Linked DNA regions of Drosophila melanogaster: region 2 is linked to region 1. The links are chromatin contacts, called in public Hi-C maps. All regions are on one chromosome and are shown on one strand. The core of a region is the stretch at or near the end of the contact, and the rest is flanking DNA. Distances in the headings are between cores, read along the strand shown. Region 1 holds the start of heca (headcase). Region 2 holds the start of ttk (tramtrack).

Evidence for each region. A called contact is a pair of places that touch in the nucleus more often than the background predicts.
Region 2: a Hi-C map of the Kc167 cell line shows a contact between it and region 1, with 2.3 times the contacts expected there. A contact is called at or near these places in 5 of 107 Hi-C or Micro-C datasets (the Kc167 cell line, the S2 cell line, eye imaginal disc and 1 more).

What each region holds. Positions count from the first base shown.
Region 1 is chr3R:30,276,430-30,279,955 of dm6, reverse strand. It overlaps heca (headcase), which reads right to left and starts at 2,024. Exons shown (of 6, transcript NM_001276174.1): 1 at 1-2,024. The coding sequence starts at 1,012.
Region 2 is chr3R:31,712,115-31,715,707 of dm6, reverse strand. ttk (tramtrack) reads right to left here and starts at 1,841. Exons shown (of 5, transcript NM_170566.3): 1 at 1,439-1,841.

The sequences.
Region 1 (3,526 bases), core at 775-3,274:
GCACCGGCGACACGGATATCTCGCCACTGGACTGGGAGTCCGAGGGCGAGGTGGATCCACTGCCAGCTCCACTGGAGGATAGGCTGCCAGCCCTGGCGCGCAGGTCCAGGCCGAGGACATTGTTCGTATTGAGGATGTTGCTGAAAGTGGCCAGCGCACTGGTCTGCAGAACGCCGGAGGAGCCGTTGTTGCCACTGCTGCCATTGCTGGCGGTGTTGCCGTTGTTGTGGGGCAAACCCGACCCTATGACGCCCACATTGGGATTGGGCGTGAGTCCGGCGTAGCTGTTGCCGTTGTTGTTGCTCAAGGGGGTTTTGGTGTTGCCATTGACACCAGCACCACCACCACCGCCGCCGCCGTTGTTGTTGTTGTTGTTGCGGTTCCTCTTCTTCTTGGCCTTCTTCTTGTCGTCGTCCTCGCTGAGGCTGCCATTGGCCAGAGTGGGCCGGTTGCCAGACCCGTTGAGGTATATGACGCCCTGGCTGCTCGGCGGCACCCAGTCGAGGTCCTTGCGCAATTGTCCCCTGCCGCACTTGCAGCTGCAGGCCTTCTGGACCAGCTCGTAGCCCTTCTTGGTCCACAGGTGCTGCAGACGCTGCCGCTCCGACCAGGATCGAGCACGACCGTTGGCCTTCAGTGCCTGCAGCACGCTCGCCTCCCACCACTCGAAGCACTCGCGATGCATGTACTGGCCTGCGCTGCAGTTCTCGTTGTTGCACAGCACACGGATGCAGTCCGCCAGGGAGAGCTCGTTCAGGTGTATCAGGGTGTCCAGTTTGCGACAGTCTCCGCTGGGCAGGCAGCAGTGGACCATGCCCCCGCCGCCAACGCCGCCAACGCCACCGGTTCCCTGCATGGGCGCCATTAGGACGCCTGAAGAATTCACGTTCTCCGCGTAGAACTGCAGCAGTTGATGCTGCTGCGTCTGGTGCTGCTGCTGCAACTGTTGCTGGTGCTGCTGCTGGGTGCTGTTGCCGCTGCTGCTGATGTTGCTGTTGCGACGCGGAGCCATAAATTTGTGTTTTTTCCTCTTAATATGCACTCGTTGCGGCGAAAAACTTGGTTGGTTGGCTGGGTTGGCTGTCCTCGAGAATCCTCAATCTCTATTTCGAATCAGCATTTTGCCAACGATTATGAATTTCAAAATATTGCTTGTTGATTTTTTCGCGATTTTATGGTGCGATTTGCGGTCTATATAAATGCTGCTGGCATATATTTATTTATTTTTGAACCGATTCCAGAATATATTTCAACTGATGGTTTTGGCAGATCCAGTGAGTTTTCGTGAATTTTAGTGGGTTTTTGTAAATTTTTAGAAATTTTGCAGACAAAAGTCTGATTTTATACGGAATTTAATTTTTTTGTGTATAGTAAATGCTTGTTATTTTAGCGATTTAGTCTGTTTAGGTTTTAACTTTTCGGTTGCCTTTTTCAATTGTTTTCAGTTGGATTTTCCGAGTGGGTTTCTACCGAGATTGGTATTATTTTTAACTTGATGGGTAATTGCTTTCACTTATTGCTTTAAAAATTGTACACCTCCTTGCTGTGTGTATCAAAAATACTTCGAAAAATTCCCGTCAATGCAGTCTGTTGTGTTTTGCGTAATTTTCTGTTTTGTTGTTGTACCTGAGCTGAGTTTATTGTTGTTGTAGAACTTTAAGTATCAAAAATTGTTTTTTTTTTATTGTTTATCTTCGCTTCGTCCCTATCTCCCTCTCACACGATCGTTCGCTCTCATTCACACACGCGGCGCCATGTTCGGCAATTTTTCACATTTTGCTTCGCTTTCTGCGTTTATTTCTTTGCGCCTCTTATTTTTTTGCCGGCAAACAAAAAGGATTAGAGGATAGTGTAAATTTCCGATTGGTTTTTAGTCGCAGGACAATTGTAAACTGGAGTGTTCCTCTTCGATTTATTCGGTTTTGCTAGTTCTCCTGTTTTCCGTTTTTTCCCACCACGAGCGGCGCACGCAGAGAGAAGCCAAAAAACACAACCAACCAGATCGAAAGCGAAATTCAAACTGTTTTTGGTCTGTGCTTGCTCGCCGCGTTCGAACATCGCGCGTCGAACATCGCTGCCGGCGTCGCTGCTTGGCATTGGCAGCGAAGTTGGAGTTTTCCTCCACTCCGATTTTCCGCACTTCTTCATTCCGTTTTTCGGGGTTGGTGGGTGGTGGTTGGCTGGTTTTCACTTTCCACCACCGCCGCCAACCGCTCGCTTTTCATTCGGTGGAAAACTGAACAGATTTTTGGCGCTAAAATGAGAAATGGTGGGGGAAAATTGCGGAAGGGGCTACAAAAAAAGTGTCTAATTCACTAGAATTTTCCACTGTAGGCCAGAATTTGGTACATTTTCCCACTTTACAACGGAACTTTTGATAGCAGTTACATACTTGATTAGATTAAATGTCTTAAAAATATATGTAGGAGTTTAGACTTTTGTTAATAAGCTTCATTTCCATAGAAAATGTTTCTATCAAGCCGTATTTTCTTTAAACTAATAAGAATAATAATAACATGTTTCTAACTTTATAGCCAAAAAGGAATATATATTTCTCCCTATGTTTTGGTTCCAAAATTAAATGAATTCGATTATTATTAAATAATCTAAATTTAATTATTTATTAGAATTTTTAGATTTTACATCCATTTCATTTACAATTAGGAGCTCTCGATGATTCGCCAAAATTCACTTTCGTTGCGGCTCGAAGCTGGTTCGAATCAAGTTCGAAGCCGGTCGTTTCCCCTCCAACATGTTCGACTGCAGTTGCCATGCGAACGTCGAGCGCGTTGGCTCTGTTCCACATGCATGGAGCGTGCATATGTGTTTGTGCCAGAAACCGGCAAAGTAAACAACATGAAAACAGGGTTGCCGAGTCGCTGGAACTCGAACTTGCAGCGCACTTTTGCTTTCCGTGGCTAATCTTTTAATTCCAGTGGAAGTGGAAATGCCGTTCGATGTCTCCATCTCCCTCTGTCGGAACTGCCGTTCTCTGTCGCACGCTTCGATTGCTGTTATATATTTACATACAAACGTATCTATATAATCCCCTATATATTCGCAAGCACATTTGCACAAAAATACAAATACAATGAATGCATGCGAGTGCTGGCAATAAAAGTGGCAGAGACAAAAAGGAAGAGAATTAAAACATTGAACGAAAAAGAGTTGAAGATACCCTACCTTGAATTAAAACAACCAATTAAAACTTGAATACGCAGACCTATTACTGCTTTCAATTGAAACAAGTATGTACATATGTATGAATAATTGTAATAGTTAAATTGTTGATATTAGTCCTAAGATTACGAATATCGCAGGTAACTTTTGTATTATGACTACTTATTTGTGTTTTGACTGTAGGGTATTAAAGTTGCCACCAAAACCCAAATAAGCTTTCAAACGTAGAGCCTTTTTATTGTATCCTCGCCTTTGTGTATATATGTACATACACACATATAAAAATTCCCGCTGTGTTGCAAAAAAAAAAAGTATGCGAAAACGAATAAGAAGAAGCGGTAGAAAT
Region 2 (3,593 bases), core at 592-3,091, 1.4 Mb before region 1:
CTCTTTTCCCTCTTTCATTGCTGCTTTAACCGTTTCGATCGCCGGCTAAACAACAGTTATAATTCGAGCATAATGTTAAGTGAGCGCAAGGTGTTCACAAGTGTCTTTGTGTGTGTGGGGCAAACAAACAGAAAAGCTTTCGCGGAGAGCGGGAAATATATAGTAAAGAGCGCATAGTGCTGCTCTTGTCGTTTCATTAACAAAACAACCGCAAAATTTATGTGTGATCTGAGACTGGGCATTCGTTTCCTTTTCGCCCCAATACAAAGTATAATTCACGATTTTTGTTGTTGCTGCCACTGTGTGAAGTGGGTTAGCGAATTAAAAACAACGACAGAAGTAACAAATAAACATAACATACAAAGACAAATGCAGATCGGAGACGAAGATTGTGTTTTTTGGGCTGTGATCTTGATTTGCATAATTGAATTTGTGGCTTAGCGTGGAGCACAGGTGCAAGTGTAGAGTTGCCCCTTGGCCAGGGTTGTCAGGTTTCCTTCCTCCCAAGAATAGTAACCAACGTATAGAGTTGTAGCTCACTTTAGTTATTGCGATTAAATAAACGTAAAGCCGAGTTACACAATCAATACATTGAGTCCAAATAATTTGTGCAGTGCAAACATGTTGCGTACATGGATTACTCATTCACACATTCACTCCATTGGTTCATTCAGAAAAACACCGCAAGTGTTGCAGCCACTGGAAGCCACCAGAAGGCACTGGAACTGGAAGAGTGATCAAAAGGGGTGCGCCGGGCGAATGACGACTGGATGTGGAAGTGGGGGATAAAAAAGGAAATGGGCAACTGCAAATGACAGAGATCACTGAAGCACGACCGACAAATAAGCGGCGGACGAATCTATGTATCTAGTATCTGGTATCTAGTGTGGCGGCATTACTCCCCATGTGCCGTATACGGCATGTGTGCATTTGTATCTGTGGCTGTACCACTATCTGTATAAGTTGGATACAAAAGCGTCTTTCCAATAGGCGTGTGTTGGTGCATGTACTGAGCGTGTGAGCGGGAAATTGTTAGAAGAAAATGTATCTGCTAGGCTTTTAAGACTGCTAGATTTCCAAAACGACCCTTGGCCAATTTGTCAGGCTTTTATTGCTATAATTCTGTAATCCAAAAGCTATTAACTGCTGATTTTGTCATCAATTGTTTTCGACTCCTGCGATGTCCTGTTTAAAGTGATTAGATTCTAATCCAAAAATATAATTCAGTGAACATTCAAATCTTTAAAAAAATCACTACGGACTCCAGAAACAAAAGCCAGTTAAAGAACTTTTGAATCTTAATCAATAAAATCCTCATCTGAGATTCAAGATAAGTCTTAAGAAGGTAATAAGAATACTTAAACTTGTCGTTTAAATTTGAACACTTGATGATTTGACCTTTTTCGAAGACTATTTCGTGGATAATCTCACCACTTACCAATTTTACAAATATTCTTGGTAATCCGTTTTGCGGTTTCTTCGGCGGAAGAAGGCTTGCAACACTCGAAAGTACTTGTTGTTGTTTCTGTTTCTTCTCTTGTTGTTGGTTACACGTAATTGGCAACCGAGGCGAACACGGAGCCGAAAGCGGGTTGCGAAAAGGCAAAAGGCAAAGAAATCAGCTGAGGAAACGCCGCGCACGAACCTCCAATCAGAACTGAAACGGCAGGGATGTCGACGTCGACGCAGAAGCCATTTTACCGCATTTGTTGTCCCTGAGCTGAGCCCCAAAACCGAGAGAGAGAGAGAGGCAGAACGAGCACCACAGAGAGCCGCTAAGGTGGATACACAAAGCCGAGCCGAAGCCTTACCGAAAGCTTTGATCACACGGCACGAACTGAGCTGGGAATAGCATGGAATATGGGAGTATGGGAATTGGTAGTGGTAGTGGGCGGTATTTGTAGTGCTCCCGTTTCACATTGCTCTCCCGCTCGCAGGGCACCAAAAACGCAAGTGGATGTGGACGGATGAGCGGACGAAATGGAATGGCAAGAATCGAACATTTGAATGGGGCTCCAAATGGTTAAGAGAACAGCGCAGCCGCTGCTGGCAGCGAGAGCGAGGGAGAGCGCAGTCCCAACTTGACATTTCCATTTCGCCGCTGCGTTGGCGCTCTGCCCTTATGCTCTTTCTTCTCGCGCTCTCCCGCTGATAAGCTGGTGTTGAAAACAAGTCTCCTGCGCTCTCGCTCTCTCTCACCGCCGTGACCTGCTGCTCCACCTCTGCGCCCACCACCCCTTCGCTTCTCTGCTGCATCAGCGTATTACGAAATATGACAACAATGCAGTTTGGTCGTCCTCGTTTTCATTCTGCCGACACAGCGGCTGCTTCTTCTTCAGTCCCATCTTCACCTCTCTGCTTGTGCCTGCTCAGCATAAATGCCATCTCTCCGCTCTCTTTGGGAACACCGGAGTATGGAAGAGTGTGAGAGAGGGGGGGGGGGAGAGAGAGGAGAAAGAGAGAGTGGGTGGCTGGTGCTTGTTTGTTATTTTCTCCGCGCTGCACTTGCAAATTGATTGTATTTTAATGAAGTTCTGGTGCCCGCTAAAAATAGTCAACTCTCTATTCAAAGGGGAGGATCGTCGCCGAGGGGCGTGGTGCGGGAATTTCTATCTGGGCGCATTCCAAGTGCAGCAATATATCGGCAGTAACTAATTCCAAATGCCAGCTATTACGACAAACTGGTTTGATCGGAAAAGCGTGCCTCGTATGCTCGACTCTCTTATTCGCTCAACCTCCCACCGACTGCCCCGCCCCCCAGCGCCCCTTTCGAGAACGCTCGCGCACACTTCTAACTGAAACCGAAATGATTCCATGTTTTCCCCGCTGCACCGACTTTAAGTTGAATAATTGTTGCTGGGGTTGCCCTGCACTGAGAGAATTGTTTGCAACGTAATTGTTTCTTTACGTTTTAGAAAATATCGCTACCTTAGATAATATAAACTTTATACACTAGTTTTGCTGTGCACGATGGCACACGTAACCCACTGGTCAACTGCCTGATGGGTCTTGGGAGCGTGTCGCTTTTTGGGTAACCCCCGGGACGGGGCGTTACCTGATCCGATCCCAAGGGGGGCTGGTCGTTATTAGGGCCCATTTGAAGGATCATTAGGCATGCATGGGAAAGACCGTCAATCAATGCGTGTTCTTGGGAAACGGCAACAGTTCCCCGCATCTAAGATTATATATCTGGCATAGATATGGGAGTTCTTTGACTTTGGCACCGCTGATAGTGGAAAAGGATTGAGGGACCAGACTTGGGCGACAGATAAGACATGTCTAGGAAGGCCGTTATCTCTCTCTTTATACGCTGATAATGGAAGCCTTAATCGCTTTCTTTAAGTACAATCGGTTAGTTAGGTTTGGTTTTAAACATATCTACATATGTGGACCCTCTGTTATGAAAGCGTGTAGTATGGGGATAGCTTTGAGCAAGTTATACGACTGGTGAAAAATTGGCTTGCATAACCCGCCATACCCTCCATTGATCTTTCCTTGCACACCATTTTATTGTTTCGCAAGCTTACATTAGCTTGGAAACTAATTTCGATGGAGCCCACAGACAATTACGTTTATTCTCGGCATGAATCACC